Linked DNA regions of Mus musculus: all the other regions are linked to region 1. A link is a contact called in public HiCAR-type data. All regions are on one chromosome and are shown on one strand. The core of a region is the stretch at or near the end of the contact, and the rest is flanking DNA. Distances in the headings are between cores, read along the strand shown.

Region 1 (2,680 bases), core at 67-2,566:
TGCTCACCTCTCCTAGCAAATGGAATAAATGCCCAGAACACCGGACGATTGCACGGGAGACCCACAGACCCCAAAGCCAAGGACTGCCAGAGTGCTTGATGTGGCCCTGCCTTGCTCAGCAGAACAGCTTGTTCCAAGGCTTAGAATCTCTGAGAAAGCCTCTATGTGGCTTCCAGGGTCACACTGCCACACACTCATAAATCACAGCAGCACGTCTTCCGAAGCACCTCTTCACAACTGGAATTTGTGCAACTCATGTGAGCCAGAGAACTGGGCTTGTGGGCGTGGTCTTCTGTTGGTAAGTAGAAAGATGTCAGTGCTAGACCAGTGTTAGCAAATGCCACGGGCTGAAGGAGCTGAAGGGGGTTGCAACCCCATAAGAAGAACAACAATATCAACCAACTAGAATCCACCCCCCAAAAGCTCCCAGCGACTAAACCACTAACCAAAAAGTACACATGGAGGGACCTCTGGCCCCAGCTGGATATGTAGCAGAGGATGGCCTTATCGCGCATCACTGGGAGGGGACCCCCTTGGTCCTGTGGAGGCTCCATGACCCAGGGTAGGAGAATGTTAGGGCGCTGAGGCAGGAGTGGCCAGGCGGGTGGGGGAACATCCTCATAAAGGCAGCGGGGAGGGGATGCAGGGTTTGTAGAGGGGAAACTGGGAAAGAACAATAAATAAAATAACCAATAAATGGGGGGGGGGGGGGAGAAAAAATGCCCGGCCTGGTTATCTTGTTTTCCCTGAAGAAAGCTTGAAACTCAAGATCCTAGCACCATGCAAACCGATAGTCTCGTCATCTCAGGGCAAATTGGGCTCGCTCGTCCCTTACAGTTCTCAAAGTCAGCACGGTGAACTGGATATATATCACTACAGCTCACGGAACATATCAGAAACAGCAGAGGGAAGAAAAAAAAAAAGATAAGAACCAAGAATGTATCTTCTGAGACAGCAAAGATGTATTCCAGCACACTTGGGAACACAAATGTCTTCCTTGATTGCTAATAAACCCGGGCCTGCTTCTCTTTTCCCATAGCTAAGGACAGAAGCCTTCTCATCAAGACACGCATTGGCTGTCAGTCAAATGTATGCCGTGTGCACAGATATGAAGCCAACAAGACTTAGGTGCCCCAAGAGGAACTAGGCAGAAAAAAAAAAAAAAAAAAAAGAATGCCAGGGCAGGGGCAGGGCAAGGCAGGCCAGGCCAGGCACTGACTCTTAAGTAACAAATTAAGTGTTGCAGGGGTTGAATCCAGCAGCCAAGCTTGAGAAATGGCCATGAAAACGATCAATGATGGAGCTCGGGCTCCTCCTAGTGGTGAATTTTGATTACTGCCAGGAGGCATCCTCTCCACCCACACAGAGACGTCAGCCCCACCCAGGGAGTCACTAGGTCAAGTCTTCAGTCCCGAGCCGGTGAGAGACTCCCATGGGTCGGGCTCTGGGCTAGCGCTGTCAGGTCGTTAGTCTTATTAAAGATCACATTGGCTGAGTGTCATTAGACACAATTTATAGATGATGAAAGAAAGTTTTAAAAAGCTTTTGCCTTGCCCAGAGTTACACAGAAGAATCCAGGAAGACCTGGGGAATCCCCAAGTCAAAGCTTCTCCCCCAACGCCACGCTGAGTACAAAGTGCTGCGGATGAGGAGATGAAGCCCTGATGTGTCCTTCATGTATTTTAACTGGGCAGGCTGACTCCTATTAAACAATCAGAACACAAAGCCGCAAGCGCTACTCACACGGTGGGGTGGGGGGGAGTAGGAACAGTTAATGAGCTGGGACCCGGGGCACTGTCCTTCTCCAGCACCTTTTCGCCCTTCAGAGTGGCCTGCCATCCAGCGTCCACCACACTCTTGCATCCCCTCTGCCTCAGCATCCTTCCTGCTGCAGCATCCCCCTGTCGCATCCCTCAACCTCCAGCATCCCCTAACCTTCTGAGACCGCAGACACTGACAAGGAGCTCATGTGTAGACCAATGCATCCATCACTAATGAAGAGAGCTGAGAGAATGGCTTCCCTCCAGCCCTGCAACCAGATAAGAAATAAGATCCTCATTCAAATAGCTGGAGGGGAGAAAAAAAATACCTCAAAAGAAGAGTTTAAAAAATAAAAAAAAAAAAAGAGAGAGAGAGTTTAAAAGGTTTGACCACTCACATCGAGGGAGATCTAGAATCCTGTGGGAATTTGACACCGACAGAGTCAGGCTGTCATTTGGGCTGGTTGATTGCAGTGACAGGTTAAGCACGGCTTGTGGCAGGAAGACCTTGGCATCTCTCCATACAAAGAATTGGGATGCCATTTCTGTTTGCTACCGGTGACAGGCTATCTCACAACATTGAACATCAGTAGCGGAATTCATCGCTGGGAGCCTGCTTTGCATGCATATAACACAATGGCACCTTTTCTTTTTTTCTTCTTCTAGGATCCAGATGCATATAAAAACACTTTATAGAAACGGTATCGCATTATGCATGCAGCTTTGCAAACAGCTCTTTTCACCCACACTAAAAATACTTCTTCATATTATTTAAATATCCTATTTTGTGGGGCTTGGGGGTTATGGTTTGTAATTTGAGGGTGTTTTTGTTTTGTTTGGGGTTTTTTTGTTTTGTTTTGTTTTGGATTGGGTTTGTTTTGTTTTGTTGAAGCTGGGTCACATCCCAATCTAATGTGGGA
Region 2 (2,680 bases), core at 78-2,577, 810 kb before region 1:
CCCTCTCTCCCTCCTTTTCTTTATCTCCTTCCTATTTGTTTACACCGGAACTCATCAATAAGACCAAGACTGTTTATTTGTTTGAAACGGGTCTTCACCATGTAGCCCAGGCTGGCCAGGACCTTCCCCAACCCCCTGCACAGTGCTGGGACCATAGGCTGGTGCTATCACTCCTGACCCTTCTCTTTCCTCTTGGCCTGTTTTTTTTTGTTGTTGTTTTTGTTTTTTGGGTTTTTTTTGTAGCCCATTTTTATATACATTTACAAATGTATGAGCAAGAAAGCTCGAAAATCTTTACAAATGGCCTGCTTGCCATATATAGTTGAGAAGTGTTGCCTCAGAAGAGAAACAGGAAAACCGAAGCCTCCAAGATGAACTCATCCCATCTGTTCTCTTACAGCTATGAGCTAAAAGTGTCGTTTTTACAACTTTGAATGGCTGTCAAAAGAATCAAAGAAGAACACATTTTATGATGTACGGAAATTACACAAAATTCCAGTTTGTGTGTATTAATGCAAGGTTGTTCTTTTTTTTTTTAAACCAGGCACACACATCCATTTCCATATCTCCTATGGAGTTTTCACACTATAAAACTATTATGTCCACGAAGCCTAAAACAGTTACTCTGTGGCATTCTGAAATCGTTTTCCCCACCCTGATTTATATATAGTTCTGATTTGCTAGCTTAGTTGTCTTCTAGTAATTCAAAGTGATTTTACTTCATCAAAATCGTCGGAATTATACCACTTCTGCGGAGGTAGGGGAGTTTTGATAAAACTTCGCTAATCCCAGCAGGTATGTCCTCAGTTGGTGTTCATTTAGGGGTTTTGCAGAGGTCATGCTCTGGATGCCCCATAACTGGCAGTCTGTGGCTTGGCTCACCCCATCTTCCGAGGGAAAACGCCTGCTGCCTTTGTTGTTCTGGGCATTCCCATTCACGTTTTCACTAGGCCTGACCCTGCCTGGCTTGTAAAATCTGATGGGCTCCCTGCCCAAGGAGGAATGGCCTCGGGCAGGTGGAAGTGCCACTCCAGAGAGGTGGTAACCGGTGAGCAGAAGGCAGGCTACAGGAGGAGGGGCTGCACCTCTCTGTTCTTCTGGCCTGCGTTGTCTTCTCCCCATGCTGTAGGGCTTCCTGAATCTTAAGTCTCAAACAGTTCATTAGCTTGCCTGGAGAGTCAAATAATCTGGGCTTCTCAGGAGTCCAGTGTTATTTCCCTAGGAAGGACTCCTGGGGACGTAAAAGAGTCCTCTACGTGAGTAGTGAGCTGGTACCTGGCAGGAGCAAGCCGGGCAAACATTCCCTTTACGTATGAGCCACGAGAGGAGGACGACACAGATGTCAGAAGCCGGCTTGGGATCCTGGGTGCTCGCCCAGTCCTTGGCCCAGAGTAGAGGCAGTCAAACTACACTGGCAAGAATACCAGTGCATGGTGCCAGGAGGATATGTCATTTACCAGCTGCGTCATTTTGGGCAGCGCTCATCACCTCTTGGAGCCTCCTCTGGGAAGCTGACTGGTGGGGCAGTTGGAAGGATCAGAGCATTAATCAGCGTAAGTGGAGTTTTGTCAGCTGCGAAGACTGAGGGGGTATTCCAAAGCAATGTGTAAGTAGGTCCTTTGGTGCCCCATACTGACAAGGGATAGTTAGAGATACGGCCAATAAAGTGCTGCTCATGAGATCTTTTTAAAACCAGTTTGGGTCTTTCTCCAGTTCCGTGGCTAGGCTGTTGAGGATGTTGAAAGCCTCTAGCCATCCCAGTCTTTCCTGACCCCAGCTTCCTCTTGATATTTGGCTTTCTCTTTGCAGCATCCCTGTTGTGTGGTTTCCCAGCCTTTCCTTACATATTTCTGGTGATGGGAAACTCATTCCCTGATGAGGGAATCCCTTTTGTCTTGATCAGGCCATTGGGAAGTTCCTAATGGCCCAAAAGGTATAAACTGAGGCTCACTTCCAGTACTGCTCCACCCCCCAACACTGAACAAATGTAGTCCCAAAGCTGTAAGAATCAGTCCAATTCTCTTTATGAATTCCATGGACTCCCTGTAATTCTTCACTTTTTTTTTCCTCTTAGAAGTCCTGACAGATCGTGAGTTCCCGAGTTTCAGGGAATATGCTATTGTGCTTATTCTGGCTCCGTGCATGCACATGTGTATGCATATGCACACATATATCATTGCATGTATAGGTCTGTGCATGCACAAAATGCATATATAAATAAAAGAAAATGCCTTTCAAATTTTGACTCACGATTTTCTTACCGTAGGCTCTTGTCTTCCTATAGCATGTAAACTTGAACATCTAAGAAGTATGAGCTAGTGCATATGGCAAGTAAGAATATGACTTCTGTGCAAACAAGGCAGACCTTCTGGTGACATCCACACCTTTCTCTGCGGTGTCACATGGCAAATGGAACAAGGGGGTGTGGCTTCATTTTGCTCAGCAACTCATTTTTAAAATTGTAAACTCATTCTTTAAAAATATATCAAAAGTAAGTGCTTGCTTGAGCTTGAATACTCACTGATGGCATGGATTGTGCACAGAACCAGTCAGAAGCTGTGCATGCTCAGGGCCTCTGCATCTCCTGGAGCATCCCCTCTACCCATAAGATATGCATGAGCTACAACTGTGTCATGAGGTTGCTGAGCAGAGTGGAGATGACACAGTCTGAGCCTGGCAT
Region 3 (2,680 bases), core at 98-2,597, 570 kb before region 1:
CAAGTGCCAGCAAGACTCCTGTCTCTAAAGTTTGGAACTGTCTGATGTTGCCCTCCATAGCTTAACACAATCTTCTGGTAGCCATCCCCTCTTTTGAAAGGCCTTTTGTTAGTCCACAGAGTACAGTAAATACTTTATCTGCATATGTCCCTTTCTTCTTGTACCCACTGCTATAACATCTTTAACATTTATTAGCCATTTAACATCTTTATTTTTCCTTTATTTTTAAGACAGACAAGAGATTGGACCGTGTCTTCAACGTACATTTCTTTATCCTTAGCAGCTAATACACTATCTACATTTTTAAATGCACAAGAGTATATTTATTTATTTTTCTAATTTTTCAGTCTGTTGGATGACAACCAGATGAGTGTTGAATAAGTGGAGAAGATACAGAGAGTTTATAGACGTCATCCATCCTGCTTTAGAATGCTCAGGGTGGCTTTGGAACTCAGAAGAAAGGAGAGAAAGTATGCATGTTTTATCCTATTGGTTCTCTGCCATGAGTTTCAGGATGAATCTTTTAGTTACCAATTGCTATTTTATAAATGAAAACACTTTAGGTCAAGGTCATGCTTTCAGTTAACAGAAGAACTGACATTCCAATGTAAACCTCTCAGATGTGCGCCAACGCTCTTTCCGCTCCTCCCAAGGCTAAGCTGCCTCCTTACTGATGAAGGCAACAGCAACAGCACCTCATCTTCTCGTCCAAGGCACTTCACAGCCAGCACCTCCTTGGTGCTGGCATGGCAGTTGTCTCATGGGGGATGCGTTGAGCCCTCTGCTTTGTGACAGAGCCAGCTGCAGAAAGCACAGCCAACAGCTTCCAATCAAAGGAAATCCTGCAAAAACAGCTTCAGCGATCTCCTGGGGACTCTCCCCTTCACAGACCCTGGCAATAAATAACACGCAAAAGCCATCTGCCCATTGCCAAGGTGGACTTCAAATGGGGTGGGGCAACAGTATTAGAACCTTCCACTTGGCATGTGCACTGTCAGCCCATTCCAGAAATTAGTTCACAGGGAGTAGATGAAGGGAATGCCCACTTCCCCAGCAGCTGACTCGTGGGAACTCTGAGCTTGAATTAGCAGGAGGAAAATGCAGCTTGCTAGCCTTCAAAGACCATTTTCCCAGCTAAGCCTTAGACGGCTGCTTTGACATGTGTTCAGAACTACTCCCAAACAAGCACAAACACAGCAGACTCCACTGATCAGGGCTGCAGAGCTGAAGGATGGAATCTCAAGCATGATCTGTGAGAACAGAAAGTCCCAGCACAGGCTCCACGCAAGCTACTTTAAGCTCCAGCCCTGCATCCTGTAGCCAAGGATGGGTGGCCCCGGAGCAGGAAACTCTTGGCAGCCTGCACTGCGTGCTTTGCCTGCTGACAAGAGCACACCCTGGCCTTGGTTATTGCCCTTATAAAACAGCTCGAGGAGAATGCAAGCCAAACGTTTTCAATGTGCCTGGAAGAAGAATGTTAACTATGATTGCGCAGTCGAACAGTACAGTACTGCAACAACACGCAGCGTTGCTCAGGGGAGGGGCCAGGAGATGTGGCTCAGGCTTCCTGTGGCTTCCCTGCCCTTCTCCTTCCTGCCCTCAACAGCAAAGCTTCCCCACCGCTGCCCTGACAAGGCCCTCACAGAAGAAACCAAGCATTGGGGATTTTTATGGCTGTAATTAAGAGTCAGAATCCTTTCCAGCTAGAAGCTAATAATCTCATTTGCGTTATTTTAATTTTTTATTTTAAAAAGTCTCTTTATTCTAATTAATTCACAAACAAAAACATCATGGAGCTGGTTTAAGGAAGTCAGTAAAACATTTGCTATATCCAAACTTTATACATCCAAATGAACCAATGCTAAAGCTATGGAGATTTTTTGGGGGGAGGGGGCTACACATTCGCTATTAACTACACATTCTGTTCATATTTGCAACTGTTTTTTCACTATTTGACAATGAGATCGTTTGTGATAAAAGAGAAGCAAAAATTAAAGGCTGTAGAGGTCTTCATGAAGGATGTTGCCTATTAACATTCACCCTGTAGAAGAAACCTGGTGTGGTGTATGCAGATTTCTCCACATTCATGGTCTGTTTCTACTAGGCTTTGTGGAGTATTTCCCCATATTTTAACAAATCTCTAAATTGGGGAATTGCCACCCACAAGCTGAAGAGAAACAAGTACCACAGGATATTCCTACCAGAACATATAACCCAGTCAGCCTGCTCCTCACTCAGGAGCCAGAACATGTTTATTGTACTAAAATCTCACTCAGATCACACACACACACACACACACACACACACACACACATCATCATCATCATCATCATCATCATCATCATCATCTCAGTTTTAGTTCTGGGTTATTTTTTCTAATAATTTTAATGAGATTTAAAGAGGGTAATAAAAGCATGTGTTTGTCCCTCTAAAAGAGAACAAAACATCATCTTGCCTTACTTCATGATGAAGTATCACAAGGGTTTCAACCAAAGGAAAAGGACAGGTGACATCACTGTTTCTTGTTTCTCTGAAAATTTGGACCATAAAATAGAATAAATTAAGAACTATGGGAACGGGCTGGAGAGATGGCTCAGAGGTTAAGAGCACTACTGAATGCTCTTCCAGAGGTCCTGAGTTCAATTCCCAGCAACCACATGGTGGCTCACAACCATCTGCA

Evidence for each region. HiCAR-type assays count read pairs that join an accessible place to other places.
Region 2: a HiCAR-type map of fibro-adipogenic progenitors shows a contact between it and region 1, with 11 times the contacts expected there. The contact joins two enhancer-like sites. A contact is called at or near these places in 1 of 15 datasets of contacts at CTCF or cohesin (the NIH/3T3 cell line), 1 of 484 Hi-C or Micro-C datasets (muscle stem cells) and 1 of 115 datasets of contacts at active chromatin or transcription factors (fibro-adipogenic progenitors).
Region 3: a HiCAR-type map of fibro-adipogenic progenitors shows a contact between it and region 1, with 5 times the contacts expected there. The contact joins two enhancer-like sites. A contact is called at or near these places in 3 of 39 promoter capture datasets (the 3T3-L1 cell line and 3T3-L1-derived adipocytes), 1 of 484 Hi-C or Micro-C datasets (myocytes) and 2 of 115 datasets of contacts at active chromatin or transcription factors (astrocytes and fibro-adipogenic progenitors).

What each region holds. Positions count from the first base shown.
Region 1 is chr4:56,684,050-56,686,729 of GRCm38.p6, forward strand. All of the region lies in intron 5 of Gm34687 (a long non-coding RNA gene), which reads right to left. Among named protein-coding and RNA genes, the nearest start is that of Gm26144, 6.4 kb to the left of the region's middle. Within about 2 kb of position 1,317, at least 30 of the 459 cell types and tissues checked have an H3K27ac peak or open chromatin away from gene starts, as enhancers often do. A contact at or near this core is called in fibro-adipogenic progenitors, where this site is marked.
Region 2 is chr4:55,874,099-55,876,778 of GRCm38.p6, forward strand. No RefSeq gene overlaps it. Among named protein-coding and RNA genes, the nearest start is that of Gm34482, 78 kb to the right of the region's middle. Within about 2 kb of position 1,328, at least 28 of the 459 cell types and tissues checked have an H3K27ac peak or open chromatin away from gene starts, as enhancers often do. A contact at or near this core is called in fibro-adipogenic progenitors, where this site is marked.
Region 3 is chr4:56,112,589-56,115,268 of GRCm38.p6, forward strand. No RefSeq gene overlaps it. Among named protein-coding and RNA genes, the nearest start is that of Gm12519, 110 kb to the left of the region's middle. Within about 2 kb of position 1,348, at least 178 of the 459 cell types and tissues checked have an H3K27ac peak or open chromatin away from gene starts, as enhancers often do. A contact at or near this core is called in fibro-adipogenic progenitors, where this site is marked.